Linked DNA regions of Mus musculus: region 2 is linked to region 1. The links are chromatin contacts, called in public HiChIP or PLAC-seq maps. All regions are on one chromosome and are shown on one strand. The core of a region is the stretch at or near the end of the contact, and the rest is flanking DNA. Distances in the headings are between cores, read along the strand shown.

Region 1 (4,342 bases), core at 337-2,836:
TAAGATCGCTAACCCTTGTTATTCCTGTTTGAGAGTGAATGTGAGGTGAAGCAAACACACTGTACCAGAGACAGAGAGACACGCTCTCAAAGCATCTCTCCAGGCTACCCCAAAGTCTCTGTTCCAATGAAGTAGCAATATCAAGATGCTTAATGGAAACAGAGCAAAGAAGGTCATATTTACATCAAAGTACTTTTCAAATACTTTAGTAGAAATGTTACAGAAAAAAAAAAAAAGCCATAGGCTTCCAATGCTATCTGACAACATTTGCCATCTGGTTGGTGGGAGGTAGGTGTGTGCCTGAATATTCTAAAGAATGTACCTAATGGTCACAAAGCTGTTAGCTTACACATAAAGGAAGGCAATAAATGGCTGCCAAGGAGGCTAAAAATGGCACAGATAATGTTGTTTGTGGACCTGGAACATTCCACAATCAGAGGTTTAAACAGCTCATCAGACTAGCAGGCCATTCAAAGGAAGATACCTTTTTCTGGAATGTTCCCTTACAACCATTAGAAACTATGTTTCAGGAAAGATTGTTGATGTTGAAAGATTAATCTTATAGATCTGAGCATTTATCTCACAATGGAATCCACATACCTTTTCTAGGCTTTGGTGTGCCTGACAATGCTACAGGTAAGACAGAGAGAAGATGAGAATTTTTCATTGTTCATTAGTCTCAAAAATAAGCTCCTGTCTCCCAGTTCCTTGAAGCAGAGAGCAAGAGGACTATTGACAGCTTAATCTTTGGCAACTAAGGTACCCAACACTAAGAAGTTTTATAATCTCTCATCTTTATAACACCACAGCTACCATCTCAGACACAAGGTCTAACTGGAAGACAATGGGAATTTAAGCAAAGTTTACAAACTCATGAGCAAAATTTCACTCCCAATGTTCACTGTCTGGGGAGCTTTTGGATAGGCTCAGCTTGGGTTCCCAAGGATGCTTCCCACATCTATATAAGTGGATAATAAGTAGCCTTGAAAACGTTCAGAAAAATAGATGAAATAAACACTATTGTGCTTTGGTTTGTTTAGGTTTTGCTACTTGGCTCTCGCTGGCCTCAAACTCGCAGTGATCTTCCTTCTCAGTCTCCTGGCACTGAGATGTCTTAGTCGCCCTGGCTACACATGCAGCTAATTTCCTATTTAAATTTTAAGGAGTACAGACTACCTATCGATCTAGCCCAGAATTTGTTGTTCCAGTGAATACCGGAGCCATAAAGAATCTGACTCTCCAAGTAAAGGTCACAGCTGACTGCTAGAAACGTCTGGCTGCGCCCTCTGGCCTAGATTCGGGTCCAGCTCTCCCGGGCAGCCCTCTGGAAAGAACGTGACCTTCGGGCTCCGGTGACACTGGGCACACAGTCTTCTTCTCCGGGCCAAGCACAGAAGTTTAGGCTCGGGCAAGGTCGGGAGCAGGACGCATGCGCAGAGGGCCTTCAGGCCACTCCCTCTTCTGGCCCAGGTCCGGACCCGAGACCCTCCCTCATCTAGCCCCGCCTCCCAGGCCACACCCCTTGAGCCTGCAAAGACCACGCCCAAGGTCTTCTGCTTGGACCCGTCATCCCTCTGTCTCTCAGCCGAAGTCAGTCTGAGAGCTCAGACCTCATCTGTGTGTAAAGGGACTCCCTAGGCCACGCCCCCGAGGTCTGCAGACTTTGACCCGCACGCCTCCGCACCCCTAGAGTCTAAGGCCCGCCCCTCTCCTCCCTCCAAGCCACGCCTCCTGGGGGCGGGACCCCCGTCCGTTTTGCTTGCTGCACGGAGGTGGTCGGAGGCAGCAGATCGAGGAGCCATCATGGCAGCGGCGTTCCGCAGAGGCTGCAGGGTGAGCGGGTGACCGGGTGGTATCGGGAGGGTCGGCCCTACGCGGCCTGGGGGAAAGCGGGAGCCTGCGGGCGTCCCCCCGCGCTGCCTGCCGCCCTCCCTCACTGATCTCCGGGCTCTGACCCCTGCAGGCGTGGCCCTGCGGACCTGCTTCATTCTGGGTCAATGGGCTCAGCCACTTCTCTCCAGTCACCCACGCTTCTTGAAGGGAACCCGGTGTCAGAACCCTGCTGTGGCAGAGGCGATCACTTCCAAAAAACTTTGACTGTAGTCCCACCCCAGGAAGGCATCAGTGTGTGGTTCTGTAGCCACGGGCGTGAACAAGTGTTAGGATCCAAACAGGTTGATCCTGGGTGTGCACAGAACACAGGCACAACACGAAGGAAAGGGAAGTGGGCCGCTCCGCTCGCACCAACAGGGTTAGGACGCCTGTGGTTTTGTGATGTACAGGCACCCTTCCAAAAAACAAAAGGGAGACAAGCCTACCGAAGAATTTTCATGAAGCTTGCTTTCTAAATGTTGTACCCTGCAGAGTTTTGTCTCCTAAGCTGTTTTAACCACTAGTTTGTTATATTAGCGATGTGTTCGTACAAACCTCCATTTATACCACCTAAAACTGGACTGAAGTTGCCTCTGGCACCGAAAGCTGTAGTTTTAGAATTTACAACACCATTACTATACAACTCAACAGGTTCTGAAAGCAGAAATTGAAGGGTTTTAAAGTTATTTTTTATTCTGACAACAGAACTACAGGTTTCTTGGTGCCTCCAAGGACAAGAGAGGGAAAGTCTAACACCATAACAAAACAGAAAATGCATTCCTTTATCCTATTTTTCACACCGGGATAAAACCAAGAGTCAAATTTCTAAGTAATTCGTTACTTAGTTATGCTGTAGTTGCGGGCTTGAAGACTAAAGTTAGTAGTGTTCCCATATTGGAATTCCTTGGTTTTGGCAGAGAGCCAGGAATAATAAACGCAATTCTCTTCTGACTTTAGAGTTTCAGAGTGTCGTCGTTCTTTATATTGGGTCTCATTTTGTAGTCCAGGGTGGTGCGGCGCTCACAGCTTCACCTCTGCCTTCAAGCCTGGCTGTCTTATTTTAATAATCTCCAGTTATCTCCTAGGATTAGTGAGCCTGATTTTCAGGTGTAAATACAAATTGTGTGTTTGGAACTGTTCCCAGACGGGTGTTTGCAAAACTTAAACTCTATGTTGTAATGCTAAGTTTTTAACCCTGTTCTTTTTTTTATTGTTTCTAAGCTGTCTACACACAGACACGTGCACACTCACATACACAGACAGGTGTGTTCACACACACAGACACACACAGACCTGCACATCCTCTCTGCACAAGCAATGAGCAGGCTCGTGCGTGCATTAAGCTACTCTAATTGAATGACTAATGTCAGTATATAAGGAGCCCAGTAATGGGCCCGCCACTTAAGTTGTATAAAATGCAGCTGACCAGTTTTGTAGAGTGGTGGTCTTCATTTAATCTCGGAAGTAGAGGCAGAAGAATTGAGATCCCAAGGCTAGCCTGGATTCCACGGTGGGCTTGGGGGCTATCCTAAACTACTTCAAAAGAACTTGTCCTAACAGGAACACAAACCAAATTATTAGGGCCTGGTGTGGTGGGTCAAGCCTTTAACCCTGCATTTATGAAGGTAGAGTTAGGGAGCTCTCTGGGAGTTCAAGGCCAGCCTTGTGTACAAAGTAAATTTCCAAATCAGCCACAGCTACGTATTGAGACCTGTCTCAAAAACAAAACAAACAGCACCACCAAAAACTGCACTTGAACACACACACACACACACACACACACACACGGAAGGAGGGAGGGTGGAAGGGAGGGAGAGAGAGAGAGAATGAGAATGACTGAGCAATTTACATTTTTTTCTCATTTAATATTTACTGCTCTTGCGGAGGGCCTGAGTTGGCTTCTCAACACTGATGTTAGGTGGCTCAGAACTATATGTAACTCCAACTCCAGAGAATCCTGTACCCTCACCACACATATATAGACACACAAATGAAAAACTATAAAATTGAATAACATTTCCTTTATGGTTAGGCATCCCTCTAGCTTGTAATTGACGTTTGAGTTATAATTTATTTAGTACTGACTTTAAGAACGTAGCTCTTGAATAAAAACATAGCCATACAGATGCTGTGCTTGCCCTGGGGTCTGTATGACAATACTCATTTGTGTGCGGATGTGTCTGTGTGGAACTCTCAGTACATGCAGCAAGGTGGAAGCCAGAAGACGGTGGTGGGAGTGAGTTCTCTCTCCCACCACGTGGGTTCCAGGGCTCAGGCTCCGGTCACCCGTCTATACAGTAAGGACCTCAATGGCCTAGCCAGTGTTTTTGCATTTGGTTGATATTTAGGTTATTAAGTTTACTTATTATATCTATTTTTTTTCCAGGTCCTGAGAAGTGTTTCTCATTTTGAGTGTCGAACACAACACTCGAAAGCGGCTCACAAGCAGGAGCCCGGATTAGGGTTTAGT
Region 2 (4,621 bases), core at 1,442-3,941, 630 kb before region 1:
ACTCACAATATCCAAATCAGTTATGACATGATTGCTCCTTTATTTCTTTTCCTGTTATCCCGTGACACATGCATGCATGTGTACTAAGGCGCGCACACACACATATGTTTGTCAAATGGGTTATTCTATTCAGTGATCTAAGAGTCATTGCTGTTAGCATTTATGTTAATGCTAACATTGTCCCAGGTGTAGCCCACGGAGTCCCCAGGTTGCCCCTGTGTGCTTTCCAGGTGTTCTTGTCTTGCACAAACAAGAAGATACTCCAGCCTCATTCTGTGAATCTCCAGCCCATGAGTCTGGCCCCTTTGGTATTTGTGCCTCTAGGTTCTGCACTTGTGACAGTAGGTTATTTTTATATATAATTATGACATTGTTCATCATGCGTGATAGTTATTAACAAATGATCCTATTCCAAGGCTGTACCTTGTAGCTCATCTCACCTTCAGGACACACTGGCAGGAGTGCCTTCCTCTTCTTTCTTCTCTGTGACACAGCAGTGACAAGCTCCCATTAAAGCCTTGGAGTGTTGTCCATGATAGCACTTAACGCAGCCCTTTGTTTCTCAGCTATAATGACTAACTCTCAGCCTCTCTCCAAGGCACGATGGGACTAAAACAAACTCCGTGTATGTCTTTAGAGAAAGCCAACAAGGAGAGATCAAAAATCTTAGTGAATTTCCTCATCTTAACAATAAGTTCCTGCCTGCTGGTGGTGGTATGCCTTTAATTTAAATTAAAATTATAACAGAATTCTCTCCTTTAAAATTATTTTCTCAATGGTTTATCTTTAGCTTAAAATTTCACATAGTTACAAATAAACTTAATTCTAATATTTGAAATGAGACTTCTTAGCTGGACAGTGGTGGCAAGCATCTTTAATTCTAGCACTCGAGAGACAGAAGCAGGCAGATCTTTGAGTTTGAGGCCAGCCAGCCTGGTCTACAGAGAGTTCCCGGACAGTCAGGGCGACACAGAGAAACCCTTTCTTCAAAACCAAAGCAACAGCAACAACAAAAAGGAAACAACAGGCTCCTAACGCCACCTGTTTTGTCTGTGTGTTGCTTTGGAGTGGCAGAAACTATCAATGCCTCCTACAGCAGCAAGAATGGCATGATGTCAGAGGAAAGTTTAATTAACCCGTTTTACAAAACAGAGAGCGGGCAAGAAAGGGGTGAACAGAACGTTGAGTAACTGCCTACATCGGCCACCAGGTGGCAGAGTAGCACGCACAGTCCTAGAGCGGCTTAGGAGGCGCCGGTGAAGTTCAAGAGCTTGGCTGTGCTTTATTTACAGTCCTACAATATTCCAAAGGTTTATTTTTTCAAAAGACATTATGAAACCAACTTCTATTGTATTTTTATAGTAATTATATGCAAAATGATAATATTTTAGTCATTTAGTGTTTTAATACTAAAAAGCTATTTATCAGGAATATTTGAAGCTGATACATTAAAAAAGTGAACACTAAAAACAAGTGCTTCAGTGTTTAGTCTGAGGTGTGTGTGTGTGTTTGTGTGAGTGTGTGTGTGTGTGTGTGTGTGTGTGTGTGTATGTGTACATCTGTGTGTATGTGTGTGTCTTGTGTGCTTCTTGTATGAATGTGTGTGTGTCTATGTGTATGTGTGTGTGTCTGTGTTTGTGTGTGTACTTAAAATTGTTCTGTTCACTTTCATATTTTTAAGTACATTTCACTTATTAGGTATGTAAGTAAAAATTTGTAATCCTATTTGTGCAATTTCAAAGATGAATCTGTGTGTTAATGCTTATGTATGTGTATGTGTGCATGCCTGTGTATGTATGTGTGCGCGCGCGCGTGTGTGTGTGTGTGTGTGTGTGTGTGTGTGTGCGTGCATGCAAATGCACTCATGCACTTCTAGAGAAATTACAGTTTCAATACATCTGTATTGAATCTACAAGTGTTCTGGACAGAGTAGATAATTATAGCCAAATTCATCCGGACTATATAGATTTTCGCCTTAAATTGTTTTCTTCTATGAGTACAAAGCTCCCACGTTTCATATGGGCCTTTCGATCTTTATGCTCATTATAATGCTTAACACTGAGCAAACAAAATGCTTCAATATCTACATTTAACAATCCAATCTAAAGAATGCACCGCTATCCATTCCAAATGGCCATTCTAAGTGTGTGGGTGAATATGTGGTTTTGTGGTTGCACATGTCCATATGCTGACCAGGCAAGAGGTCAGCCTCAGATGTTTTTCCTCAGGCACTGTGTACCCTGTTTTGAGATGGGGTAGCTGACTTGGCCAATAGCTCACCAGTTATTCTAGGCTGTCTGGCCAGGGGACCCCAGGGAGTCCATTGTCTCCACTTCCCTAGTGCTGGGGTTACAAAACAGGACTATGCCTGATTTTTTTACATTCTTGCTAAAGAGCAAACTCTGGCTGTGCATGCAGCCCTCACTGTTAACTCAGCGTCCTTCCAGACCCTCCAGGGAATTTCTGATATCTCCGTTTCGAGGGTCTTTGCAACACTGGTTTTCTCTGAGATTCTAAAGCTGAAGTGTCAATAGGACCCTTTCAACTCAGTAGAGCAAAGATTGTTCCAAGTACATCACAGCTAGAGTGTAAGACAACGGTTGTGGCTTGGCTGTGTGAAAGTGGAAATCAGCTAAGAGAGACTGGGAGGGGAGACTGGTTAGAAGCTCTGCCCTTCCTGTAAACATGTGCGATCAAATGTTGAGAAACCGGCGATGACTTACCTCCTTGCTACTAGCTGCTAGATGGAGCTCAAGTAAGATCTGGCTCGCCCGCATAATCTCTAGTTTACACGTCCCATTTAAAAGACAAAGGAGCAGTTTTGCTAAATATCGCATTTGTATTTTCACTTACAAACTAACAGAGGAATTTGGCAGGCGCCCCTCCGTGAACTTGGAGCGCTTACTTTCTGGCGGGGCTCCTCCTTGGGTCCTAAGCTTAACTGCTTCTGCAGACGTTTCTATATTGCACTCTGGGTAAATCAATCCTCTAAATGGGAAAAGGGGCATTCTTTCACTCAGGGGGTGAAGGATAGCTCTTCAAGTGGGGACATTTATTTCATCGGCCGTTTTCTTTCTTTCTTTCTTTCTTTCTTTCTTTCTTTCTTTCTTTCTTTCTTTCTTTCTTTCTTTCTTCCTTCCTTTCTTTCTTTCTTTCTTTCTTTCTTTCTTTCTTTCTTTCTTTCTATTACTTCTCTTTCTTTAATCTTTCCATTGTTTTAAAAAATTAAAAAGGCTTCATGTGATCCCGAGCCTCGGTTGTTGGTCAGTGGCCTGCTGCCCTGTTGACGTGAGCAATCTAAATATAGGAATGAGGGGATCGTCCACATTGGCTCTCAAGTCATGCTTTCTTTCTACGGAAAACACACGATTCAATTTAATTACATCATCTGTCATTCTCCAGGACAGGGCTTCCAACAGGGCCAAACAATCCTGAAGCCAGTTCATCTCTTTTAAAGAGGGCTAATCAGAAGGGATTTGCGATATTGAAATAACGGAGAGGCCGTTGTGATTGATTCTGAGCAATTCAGGAATGAAGAATTCTTCCCCAAAGCCCCAAATCATTGAGCCGGCTCTGTTTTAAAATAATGGAAGCGAGCCGCATCTCTTACATATCACACCGGTGCTGTCTGTGGGTTCCCCAAACGCTTGGAATGAAATGTGTTTCTATCAACAAGGATGAATGGATTACAAATGACAGCAAAATGCATAAGGCAGCTCTGTACAATTCTGAGAGCAGAAATCCTTAGTGTTAAAAGACAGAAATCTGTTCCGGGAAAATAATATTTAAAGAGAGTTTCCACACCAAAATTATTTCCATTGTTTCTTTACAACAAGAAAAGACAAACATTGCGGAGGAACTTTCCACAGCCCTGTTGACGGGAATGCCAAGTTTTGCTACTAATGTAGAAAGCAGTAATTACGTTTTTAAAAATGACAACTCTGGTAATTATACATTTAAAATATGAATCCCAATGTTTAATTAGGTCATATGACTATAATATCAGCTTGCATGAGCAGCACACCAATTTCTAGCAATTCAAAGAAATACAGGCATAAAGGCTGCTATGATTGTGACATTTAAATAGAATGAACCATAATGTACTACATTATTCTTTAAATATTTTAATGTTTACCAATGTTATTGAGTAATGAAGTTTGTCATCATGGCTTATTCTTCATAAATAATTACTCTGGTAGCAATGAGTGTACTAGAACATTCGTGTGTTCCTTCCAAATTAAACACATAGCTAGACTCAAACATACATTTGAACGTGGTTTTGTATATTTCAATATGCCTAAGTAAATAATATGTTTCTTAAATTAATTACAGCAAGTTTTATGTTAGGAAAGTAATTCTCATTTTACCCTGTATTATAAACCCGTATTTATTATTATTATTATTATCATCATCATTATTATTATTACGTTCACTTCTTCCCATTTTTCATTTATAAATTCTGCATCTCTTGGCTTTTTAGTCTTTGTCTCACTGATTACTATTTCCAAGAAGCTTAAATGCCTGTGCTTTACAAAGTTTCATTTTGTCGTAGTTTTTTAAAATTAGGTTTTCAAAGCTTGTTTTAAATTACTCTTTTTTTCTCTAAACCACACGGATATGT

What was found. HiChIP or PLAC-seq counts read pairs in DNA pulled down with a chosen protein or histone mark.
Region 2: a contact with region 1 is called in an H3K4me3 HiChIP or PLAC-seq map of embryonic stem cells, with 5 times the contacts expected there. The contact joins the enhancer-like site here to the promoter of Acadm in region 1. A contact is called at or near these places in 3 of 39 promoter capture datasets (the 3T3-L1 cell line, cranial neural crest and hippocampal neurons), 2 of 15 datasets of contacts at CTCF or cohesin (hippocampal excitatory neurons and large pre-B cells), 23 of 484 Hi-C or Micro-C datasets (the AML12 cell line, the G1E-ER4 cell line, LSK cells and 15 more), 13 of 115 datasets of contacts at active chromatin or transcription factors (astrocytes, bone marrow-derived macrophages, embryonic basal ganglia and 7 more) and 4 of 9 other capture datasets (adipose tissue, embryonic stem cells, liver and 1 more).

What each region holds. Positions count from the first base shown.
Region 1 is chr3:153,941,887-153,946,228 of GRCm38.p6, reverse strand. It overlaps Acadm (acyl-Coenzyme A dehydrogenase, medium chain), which reads left to right and starts at 1,586. Exons shown (of 12, transcript NM_007382.5): 1 at 1,586-1,833; 2 at 4,259-4,342. The coding sequence starts at 1,804.
Region 2 is chr3:154,569,106-154,573,726 of GRCm38.p6, reverse strand. No RefSeq gene overlaps it. Among named protein-coding and RNA genes, the nearest start is that of Gm40186, 4.3 kb to the right of the region's middle. Within about 2 kb of position 2,691, at least 27 of the 459 cell types and tissues checked have an H3K27ac peak or open chromatin away from gene starts, as enhancers often do. A contact at or near this core is called in fibro-adipogenic progenitors and palatal mesenchyme, where this site is marked.